Regions from separate parts of the Sus scrofa genome. Here region 1 is linked to region 2. Evidence: chromatin contacts called from public Hi-C data. All regions are on one chromosome and are shown on one strand. Each heading gives the region's core, a stretch centred on a gene start, on an enhancer-like site or on the middle of the called end of the contact. The rest is flanking DNA. Distances are from core to core; before and after follow the strand shown.

Region 1 (5,746 bases), core at 1,034-3,533, 70 kb after region 2:
AGCCTTCTTGTTCTCTTTTTCTGAGTGTAAAGATAATAACTGCTTACTGTAAAAATAAAAATCGAATCATACCAAAAACCCATAAAAACAAAAGTAAAGGGGGAAAAAAGTGACCCCCAATTTTGTCAGCTACAGACAGCCTCTGATGACATTTGGGAGAATAGTGTCACATCTAGAAGTAGGTGCAGATACAAATGTGGAGTCATTTTACACAACCACGCTGTTCCGTGGCCTGCGACCTTCACTCGGGAATGTATTGCGGCCATGTCCCCGTGTCATTAAACATAGGTCTACATTATCGGTTTTGACAGCCTTGAACGCTCCCTGGTCCGGTCGCCACAGTGGCTCTTTCCACTTTATATGGAGTGTTACACCCCAGCTGTTCAGTGTGCCCGCAGTTCTAGCAGCCAGGGGTCTTTAGGCATCAAAAATGCGCTGCTTATAAGCGTTCACATGGGCCCAGAGTCAGCCCAATCGTCTTCTCAAACTGAAGGGCACCTGCAAAGGCAACCAGGAGCACAGAGCAACACTCAGACTCCTTGCCGAGGTCACTGATTTAGTCACAGCTTCTCAGCTGACATCGCGCTGGTTAGCTCTCCATATTAGGCTGGCGTTGATATGGGCCGTGATGCTAAAAGCTGCCAACGGCCACCCCTGCAAATGTGCTCTAGGCCCCAGAGGAAATGGAACCTCTACCCGGGGCCAGAGGTCAGCGCTGCTCTCGGAGGAGAAAGGGAGGCACTCTTTAAAGCATGAGTTGGCGGGGCTCCCCGGCTGGTCTTCCCGCAGCCTTCCAGAAGACTGGAGGAAGATAAGAATGAGAAAAATCCCTTCGCAGGACAAGCTGCAGATGCCAGAAATGGGAATTTGTGGAACGAAAGATGCGGGTCAACAATAGTTCGAGACAAGGGAGCCCGTGTTTGACAAGGGCCCACCTCTGCCAGGCTCCCCGGTGGGCAGCGCCTGCCTTTCAAGAGCTGCCGGTCTGGGAGGGAGAGGGAAGAAAGGCCGCACAAGGGCACAGATGCCCGTGACCCAGTGGAATGGAAGGCAGGAACCAGAACGCTGCCGTGGCGGTTCCCGAGTGGGGGTTCACCTGGGCTTGGAAGGTCAGCTCTGGCTTCAATAAGCAGGGTGGGGGCCTGGGGCACAGCACGAGCAAAGGCGTACAGGTGGGAGGCACGGTGTGTGCTGTCGAAGCACCTACTGTGTGCCTGTTGACCCAACTGGGCCCTGGGGCAGGATGGCGATTGTCCCTGTTCTCCTGGAATTTACATCCCAACAGGAAGACAGACCTTAAACAAGTCACAGCACGTGTGAGCCACACACGTTGTGAAAGAGAAGGGGATTCTCAGAGCAGGTGGCTTTTTTTGGCTGAAACATGAGACAGATGCAAGGGGCCAGGGAGACAGTGTAGGGTGGGTGTCGAGAGCCTCGGGTGTTGGGACAGAACTTGGCGTCTGTGTGTCCCCTGAAGACTGTGGGTCAGGGAGTCACACTGATGGAGCTTGATACGGCTGCACTGAAAAGGATGAGCAGGAGCTGACCCTGGCGTTTTTCCTAAACTTCTTCTCCCCAGATTTAGTCTGTCCTGTAAACAGCTCTTCTCATCACCAAATGGGCCCCGAGAGCTGGGCAGTGATCCTTTCTCCATTTCCTCTCCTGAAAAACAGATACATGACAGCGTTTCCTCCCAACTCCAAAGGGACATTTTCAATGCGAATGAGATAAAAGGACGGAGGCGTTCTTTGGAAGAAAGGCACCATGTAAATATCATCATCATCATCATTATCCTCATCAGCTCCCATCACAGCAAGTCTGGAGCCCATCAAAATGGCATCTTCTATTCGAAACATCAATCACCTACTCCAGAAATAACTCCAGATTGTCATCGTTGATGCCTGTAAGCTGGCCTGACAGCTTCCGTGGAGAAGTCACAGGTTTCCCTGGTCCCTGGAAAGGCTGCTCCAAAGACACACTTGCCTTAGGGAGCTGTTGGCAGATCAGACTGCTTCTCACCTCCCTCCCAAACCCTCATTCCTAACTCGGGGAAAGCTGGACCACTTATAGCACAAGATAACGGGGGTTATCAGCTTTTAGGGGAACATTTAAGTGCCAAATATGCCACTGTCACTATAAATAAATGAAGGATTCAAACCAGTTTGCCCCCTAACCACCTGGTATATTTTATATTTTATATTTATAGCCTGGGCTGGCTTGTGACATGAATGCCTAAGAGCAGTGATGGGCCCCTAGGTCTTGGGATGCCCCTTGACTTATAAATAGAAAGTTTAATCATTTGGTTATGAAGGCAAAGAAAGAGCTTGGGTGAACGAACACAGCCCTAGGAAGGTTGTTTGCTTTTCCCTAGGCTTCAATTTTTTAAATAATTTGTTCCTGCTCAGGGACAGGGAGACTTATTGACTAGATGGGGCTTTGGGACAGAACTCAGAGGACGATTGCTCACAGTTAAACTAGGAAACCTCATGCTACGAGTGAAATTTCCCATCACCCCATCAGGTTCACGACTGCATATTTCACACTGATGTAGGACAAGTTCAAGGACAAACAAGTTCTGATTCCAAGCAGCAGTCGAGCTACGTAGAAATGTTGGGTCTTCTGCCTCTAGAAAGAGCTCATGGAATAAACAGATTCATGGCCGTGGATCCAAGAGAGGCTTAGAATTCCAGGGTAGGATATGAACAAGCATCCATTCTGCTTATATGGGAACCAGAGGAGTGGATGAGGCTCCTGAGAGGTAACTCGGGGACAGCCCTGGGCTTGCTTTTGTCCTGGACCTAATAACCACCGAGGGAGACAGATGGAACCCATCACCATGGCTAGGGGGTAACAAGGAGTCTGAAGGAAAACAGAATTCACCCTTGCTTGGAGCAAATGGAAAGATTTTCATGGAGATCCCGTTGTGAAAACAAATCCGACTAGGAACCATGAGGTTGCAGGATCAATCCCTGGCCTCCCTCAGTGGGTTAAGGATCCGGCGTTCCATGAGCTGTGGTGTAGGTCCCAGACGCGGCTCGGATCCCATGTTGCTATGGCTGTGGTGTAGGCCAGCGGCCACAGCTCTGATTAGACCCCTAGGCTGGGAACCCCCATATGCCGCGGGTGCAGCCCTGAAAAGATAAAAAGACAAAAAAAAAAAAAAAGATTTTCATGAAGGTCTGTTTCAAAGGTCTGATGTTCAGGCTACAAACAAGGGGGGTGATGGGTGAAATCCCCAGAAACCAGCTGCCAGCAGCACTTCTGGGCCCAAGAGGACCAGGCCAGGAAATGGCGCTGCTGGGTCTGGGTCAGAGAACCAAGGGCCACACGGCTCCAGCCAGAGACCAGGATCCAGAGCCTCTTTCTTCTCACTGTCTGACTTGATGGTGCCCCCTTGGCGGGACGCAACTGCTGGACGGCTGGTGAGGAGACGGGGGAGGTTCTGTGCAGGGGCCAGCTTCTTGGCACGGAGCTGGCACAGGTGGGCGGAGAAAGGAGCCCAAGGGCTGGAAGACGACCCACACAACGCCACTGGGAAAACGAGCTCTCGGGCCCCCCAAGAGCAGCCTGGACGGGCTCCGGCCCTCCAGCGTCGGCGTTTCATCCTGTTCCTTAGGCACACGCCAGTTGTGTGGTCCCGTTCCCTCTCCCTCTCTCTGTGTCTCAACATGAGCAGGAGGACATGAGCCCGAGGAGAAAACGTCACACCCCAGACCCGCGAGTCCTGTGCCTCTTTCGTGAGCGCCGTTGGTTCTAAAATTAGGCCAGTCTCTGGGGCACCTGGTGTCCAAAAACAGCCACTTGCCTTTTGACTGCATGTCCATGACCTGCTGGCGACATGAAGTTGTCTAGGATCCCAAACAACCTGCTTTCTGCGTTTCCGCTCTGTCCATGCCCACAGCCGGCCTACAGGGCACAGACCGTTTGGGTTTTACATGGTTGTGTTGCTCACGGGGTGAATATTCCATCTAAACTAAGAGTGGTGAGTTCCCCATTCTCGGGGCTGTTCAAATGGAGCCTAAAGGACCACATCCAAGAACAGGTGCAGGTGATGCCCCAGCCAGAAAATCGGGTGTGGGCGACATCCAGTGCCCTTCACCGCCTGGAATTCCAGGTGTAGGTGTTTGTACTCTTAGGATTTGGAGGGACTTTCTTTTCCTCGGTGGCCCCCACGCCGGTCTCCCTAACACGCGAAGGCTGCCACTCCTATTAAATAGCAGGAATAAGGCTCCCACTCCCAGCAGGACAGTAGGAGATCTGGGACTCGCTCCTCTGCCAAATGACCAAGACTTTAAGAATTATGTAAAATCTCTGGAAATGGGAAGCTCCCGCTGTGGCACAGTAGGTTAAGAATCCGACTGCAGCGGATCAGGCTGCTACAGAGGTACAGGTTCAGCCCCCGACCCAGTGCAATGGGATAAAGGATCCGGAGCGGCCACAGCTGTGGCTTGGATTCAGTCCCTTGCCCGGGAACTTCTATATGCCACAGGTGCAGCCACTAAAAAGAGAAATGAAAAAGAAAAAAAAAATCTCTGGAAATGATCTTATGTGTATATATCAGATGAAGAAACACTTAGACGAGAAAACCTACTAAATTAGGGAAGATCAGTGAGCGTCTGCGGGATTGAACGTGCACCCTTCCCCCTCCCCTCCCAGCCCAGTAAATCCTTCCTCCTCCCAGCTGAGTCCTCCCTCCCGGCTCAGTCCCCCCTCCAGGCCCAGTAAGACCGTGCCCCCTCTCCATGGGGAGCCAGGGACACAGCCCACTCTCCCTGCAGTGCCTGTGTTGCCCCCCCGCCCCCCTGCTACCTGTCACTGATGCTCATTTCTGGACAGGTGCGGCCAGGAGGTGAGGCGCCCTCCTCTCCCAGCCCCACAGATGGGACAGAGCCACTGCACCCGGAGGATACTGGGGCCCTGGACAGGGGTCCAACCAGCAGAGCCAGGGTACGTGACTGCCCCACAACCAGCCCACAGCAGCTACAGCAGAGACTTCACTCAGAGAGGAGCACAGCACTGTCCCTGCTCTTAGCTGCGGAGGTTCCCGGGGGCGCAGAGATTCCCGGGGGTAGGGAGGGGACACTGTGGAACACAGCCCCAGTTTCCTCACCGGAGAAATGACTTCTTTTGCAACAGAGTGTGGAAAAGTCCCTGTAAGGATGCGGTCCAGAACGGGGTGGGGGGGGAGCTGATTGATAGGGAAAGCAGCTGGGTGGGGGGGGGAGCTGGTGGTTTCCCTGGAGGTGTAGCCTCAATTGCAGGCATCCAGATTGGAAAGGAAGAGTCAAACTCTCTCTGTGCACAGATGGCATGATTTTATAGATAGAAAATCCTAAGGGAGCCACTAGAAAATGATTAGAACTAATAAACAAATTCACCAAGGTTTTAGGATACAAGATCAATATTTTAAAAATCAATTGCATTCCTATATACTTGCAATAAACAGTCCAAAAATAAAACTAAGAAAATAATTTCACTTACAATATCATCAGAAAGAGTAAAATACCTGGGAATAAATTTAATAAAAGAAGTGTAAACCTTACACTCCAAAAATTTTTAAAAATTGTCTAAAGAAATTAAAGAGGAAGTGTCTGCCGTAGCTCAGGGGTAACGAAGCTGACTAGTTCCATGAGGATGAAGGTTTGATCCCTGGCCTCGCTCAATGGGTTGAGGATCCAGTGCTGCTGTGGTTGTGGTGTAGGCCAGCAGCTACAGCTCTGATCCGACCCCTAGCCTGGGAATTTGC
Region 2 (5,397 bases), core at 2,860-5,359:
TGGATGTTAGAACCGGGAGCCTGCTGGCGAGGCTGCGGGGGAGCCGCTCCTCTGAAGCGGTTTCTGACGGCAGTGTGCCCGCGGCCGGCGCTGCTGAGGGCAAAGGAAGCTTGGAGCGCCTTCTAGAGCGTGGCCCCGCGGGGCCTGTCGCCTGCAGTCCTGTAGGGCAGAGGTGCGTGTCTAAAGGGCCCTTGTGCCCCAATGGCCTCCTCGAAGAAGAGGGGTCTAGAAACGAAGGTCAGTGCATTTAGAAACTTGTGAATTGTTATGTTGCTCTGACCTTTTCTGATTAGTTTTATTCGCGATATACAATATGCAGGTCTTAAAGGAAAATTCCATAAACATTTTGTTTTCTTTTGTGTGGGCTTTAAAGTATTCTAGAAAATTTCTGTTAAAGACTAATTATAGAAAGATTTCTCCTTTTTTTTGCCATTTCTTGGGCCGCTCCCTCGGCGTATGGAGGTTCCCAGGCTAGGGGTTGAATCAGAGCTGTAGCCGCCAGCCTACGCCAGAGCCACAGCAACATAGGATCCGAGCCGCGTCTGCAACCTACACCACAGCTCACGGCAACACTGGATCATTAACCCACTGAGCAAGGGCAGGGATCGAACCCGCAACCTCATGGTTCCTAGTCGGATTCGTTAACCACTGCGCCACGATGGGAACTCCCTAGAAAGATTTCTTATCCGTGAGGAGTAGCAAGAGAAATATAGTTAGGCTTTAAGATACAGAAATTGTTTTGTATTAAGGAGTGTTTAATTGTCGGCAGTTAGGATGTTAAAATGAAACGTGTCGGTTTTGCCAAGAGCACAGCATGTATCTGTTTGTAAGCAGTCAAGAGGGAAACTGTATTTTACGATTCTACCCACTCCGGGGCTGAAAACAGATCAGCATTTCGGTTTCCGACTTCAGATTTTTAGCGAAAAGGGCCGAGAGCTCCAGTTGGAAAACTGCAGATGCTCCAGGATGCGGCGCCTGGAGCTAAGACTCCTGAACGGCCGAGCTCGGGGACGTTCCGGAGGCCGTCTCGGAAAGGAGCCTTCGGGGACCCCTTAGGGGACCGTGGGCCTCGCACGTTTGGAGCAGTTCTTCTCAGATTTTTCTGGGATGTAACGCTTCTGTTTTGTTTTACTTCTTTTCCACAGTTCTGTCCGGTAAACCTGGGGGTTTACGCGTCCATGGGAAAAATTCCCTCGGACTTGCTACTGTTGGTGTCCAGCTCAAAGCCTGGGAGGCCCTGAGGGGCGTCCCTGCTGCCGCCAACACACACACGCGCCGCTTATCACCGGGGCCAGACGCTCCTCAGAGGCGCGCACAGCTTCCTGAGGAGAGCAGCTATCTGTGGAGGTTAAACTAATGTTTTTGGAGCATAAACAAGAATTCAGAGAAGATTTTTTATTCGTTCATTAGGATTTCTGGAAACAAAACCTTAGGTCAGCTTTATTTACTGGAAAATCCAGGCAGCACTTTTGTATCTTAGTACTTGTAACTGACATGATAAATTTCAGAGGAAATTTTCAAATAAATACATTCTAAAACAGTGGGGAAAATTCATACATACTGTCTTTTGAAAACATTTTGTCTATTAAAAAGTTTGGAAAGTATTTACATTTGCTTTTAGGTGAAAGACTGATTAAAGGGAAAAAATTCAGCCTTAGACTCTGGCTGGAAAAGAGAAATAGGTGACTTTTAAAAGACTACCCTTTCATAACACATTCACAAAGAACTAGGTACAAAACCGTTTATGAAAGGGTTTTCTTTCTAATAAGATGGTAATAGTGCATTTCCTTTTTAAAAATGCACATAGAGCCATAGCTGATCCTGCAGTTGAATGAGGAATTTTTAAATAGCTCAAGTGTTATGTCTCTTAAAATGCAAAGTAAAATTGTAGTTCACCCTCGCGGCAGCCTTTTTCCTCTAACATAAACACCAGCCGTCCTGTGCTCTGTACGCTGTTGTCCCTGCAGTTGTGATTTCCTCCGTCTCGTGTGCTCCCAGAAAGTGAACGAGCCCAGGTAAGAGAAAGTTGCCCATAATGGAAGGGTCCTCTTCTGATGAATTGCAGGTTTTCGTAGTTGTTTCCCTTCTGCCTTTGGCGCTCCAGACTCTTGGGGAAAGAAGACAATTCTGTCGTTTTATTGTTCGACTTGGTCAGCAGAGACTAGTGTCACAGCGGCTCTTAAGCGCTGCGGGGCAGTTTCTGCCCAGCCCCCAAATGTCCTGAGGAAGGAGAGGGCGTCTGGTGTACGCTCGATGTGCACTTTGCAGCCCGGTGTCCTGCACCATCCAAGTACAGCTTCAGCGACTCGGGACCCACGCCTGCCTGTCGTCGTTGAAGAATGTGATCGTGCTGTGGGTGGGTACCATCGCTCTGCTTACTTCGCTATGTTGTTCATTCATGCTGCAGAGGGATGTGCGACAGCTTAGAGGCATGTGTAAAATACAGGGTAGAATCCATCAAAATACGGATAAAGGAAGAAAATTAATCACCATCAGGTAGAGCGTGGAACGCAATTTGTGACCCAACGTGATCTCCACGCCGTTCTGGAGCCACAGTTCCACTGTGAGCTTTCTAAGTGCTAGTGTGAAGAGGGCTGCTGGCAGGTGTTTCAGCCTGCGGGGGCCGTGCGCTATGGGCGGGTCCATGACTGAGAAGGATCCGGTGCAAGTGCACGGGTTCTCGATGCTGAGCTTAGAGAGGAATTTCCTGTGGGACCCTGTGGATGGTGTGTGATGATGCTAATAGCACCATCTGTTACGCTCTGAAGTAGGTGTACTACAGTAGGGGAGCTCTTTTAATTCAGATGTGAATTTTAGAATTTCTGGAATAGGAGACTGGTGTTCTTCCGGGAGTCCTCCCTGACTGTTTTTGCTAAATAATGCCAATGAGCCCCAAATTGTATTATGAAAAGGTGGCTGGGATACAGCAAAACAAAGCCAAGATTTTCCAAAGGAAAGAAAACTTTGGGTCAGTCATGCACATGGACCAAAAAATAAGGGGAGATGGGGGGACCCCACAGTCCTTTTCCTTTAGCAGGGCTGACTCAAGTGCAGTCTCACAAGTATGCAAAGCCGTAAAGCGGGACTCCGCGTGACCAAAGTAAGATCTCAGTGAAACCTGTGTTGAGTTGGGGCACTGCTGTTTCCTTGCCCGTCTCCAAGGTGAACTGCAGGAGAACGGCACCCCCAGGGAACTGAAAGATTTAGTTTCCTACAGATGGCTGCGTGTAAGACCAATAAATGGTAAAATCACTTCGGTTAGATGATATTTGAGTTTTGGCCCCGTGTTGTAGTTATTACCAGTTAGTAAGTCTATCTTATCAGGCCATGCTTAGTTAGAAAGAAGTCAGACCCTTGGCTTCCTGCTGCCTGTAGCAGAAGAACAAGCATGTATTTCATCCAGAAACAGTACCGCATCCTCTCGCCCCTGAATTACAAGCTGCGTGTGGGGTCCGGGGGGCGGGGACCCTCTGCTTCTTTTCCTCATTTCCTTAAAGGAAACCATTGCAGCAAAGCACTCTGGTCCTTGGATCCATGACAGGAAGTGGCTCATCCCAGCAGTCAGCCCCCTTTTTGAGGGGACTGGCAGGTCCCTTTGCCTCCGAAGTAGAGAGCCGGTTCCACTTTTTCTCCTGCTCAGCAGAGCGTGCCTTGCCTCGGTCCCCCTGCCTTGTGGAGTGTCTCGGGACAGGGGATGGAGTGGAGAGGGTGTGAGGGTTTTCAGACCAGGTTTCCCCTGCTTGCACCCCAGGCTGTGCTCGGTTCTGACTGCAAGATAGGGGACCTGGGGAGTTCCCGTCGTGGCACAGCGGAAACAAACCAGACTAGGTACCATGAGGTTGCGGGTTCAATGCCTGGCCTCACTCAGTGGGTCAAGGATCCGGCGTTGCTGTGGCTCTGGTGTAGGCCGGCAGCTGTGGCTCTGATTAGACCCCTAGCCTGGGAACCTCCATATGCCGCAGGTGTGGCCCTCAAAAGCCAAAAAAGAAAAAGATAGGAGCCCTGGCCCGTTCTCCTGTCTCCCCGTTGCCAGGGGACCTGGACGAAGCTGATCTCTGAGCCCCATTCGCCGTCTCCCTAAGCACTTGTGCCCGGCACTCCCAGCCAGTGGTAAGTAGGTCAGGAACACGGGCAGGGCTCGGTTTGACCTTCCAAAGGAGACCGTGTGACAGTCACGCCTTTCTGTCCTTTGACTTCACATATTAAACTGACTAGAGTTTCTTTTTTTCTCTGATAAAAAGAGGGATCCTTCTGTTCCTTGTTGGAAAGAGGTCTTTTAGAAAAAATGTTGTTTGCCACTGAACTGTGCTGGCAGGACTGGAATAGAAATCTTTGGTATTTTATTCACGGCGATCCCTCCCACTGCCTGAAATTCCCTCCCCGCCCTCCCTGCTTCCGCTCCCCCTTTGGGGGCCTGGTTCCACCTCCTGCTGGAACATGAGTTCCTTGAGGTCACAGAGTCCGTCTTAATTATCTGTGTATCAGAATCATTAATTCACCCCTTACTCATTTGTCAAAACCAACAAACAAACTTGCCAGTGGCTCCTGTTGGGCAGGCACCAGGCCGGGCCTCCCAGTGATGCCCCTGCCGACATGACTGGCTGCCTTGAACCTGGGAACTGAAGCACGGAGCCCAGGCCCGGCAGCATCAGCCTCCTTGCCCGTGTCTGTTCAGTGGATGGTGAATCAGAACCAATGGAAGGGGCACCGAGGCAGTGCCCTGAGTTTTCTGGATGGATTATCTTGGCTCTTAGATTATAATTTAACAGATTGTAAATAAATACTATTTATGGAGTTCCCGTGGTTGCGCAATCCGGTTAACGAATCCGACTAGGAACCATGAGGTTGCGGGTTCAATTCCTGCCCTTGCTCAGTGGGTTAAGGATCCGGCGTGGCCGTGAGCTGTGGTGTAGGTTGCAGACGCAGCTCGGATCCCGCGTTGCTGTGGCTCTGGTGTAGGCCGGCAGCTACTGCTCCGATTCGACCCTGGCCTGGGAACCTCCATATGCCGCGGGAGCGGCCCAAGAAATAGCAAAAAGACAAAACAAACAAACAAACAAAGAATTTTTTAAAAAATAAATAAATACTATTTATTAAGCATTTACTCTGGCTAGAGTGCCATGCCAGGTACTTACATGTACCGTTTTATTCAGCACAGCAACCCTATCAGGTGAAAGCAGCTTTGGCGTTCATTTTACAGATGAAGAAACTGAGGCTTAGCCTATAAGTAACTTTCCCAGTCAGCTCACAACTCTCAGAACAAGGACGGGACCAGGCTGCTCAGTTCCAAAGCTTGTGAACTTACGCGCTTTGCTGTACAGCCTCTCAGGTTTGTCCATCTGAATTCCTTTTACGGAACCCTGGGCCAGTGGGACCTGAACAAAGAAGCCATTGATG

What was found. A called contact is a pair of places that touch in the nucleus more often than the background predicts.
Region 1: a contact with region 2 is called in a Hi-C map of heart right ventricle, with 2.2 times the contacts expected there. The contact joins two enhancer-like sites. A contact is called at or near these places in 3 of 47 Hi-C or Micro-C datasets (embryonic fibroblasts, heart right ventricle and liver).

Annotation. Positions count from the first base shown.
Region 1 is chr4:130,618,243-130,623,988 of Sscrofa11.1, forward strand. No RefSeq gene overlaps it. Among named protein-coding and RNA genes, the nearest start is that of BCL10, 24 kb to the right of the region's middle. Within about 2 kb of position 2,284, at least 3 of the 83 cell types and tissues checked have an H3K27ac peak or open chromatin away from gene starts, as enhancers often do.
Region 2 is chr4:130,546,887-130,552,283 of Sscrofa11.1, forward strand. The region is part of intron 1 of DDAH1 (N(G),N(G)-dimethylarginine dimethylaminohydrolase 1); the gene reads left to right. Among named protein-coding and RNA genes, the nearest start is that of DDAH1, 64 kb to the left of the region's middle. Within about 2 kb of position 4,110, at least 11 of the 83 cell types and tissues checked have an H3K27ac peak or open chromatin away from gene starts, as enhancers often do.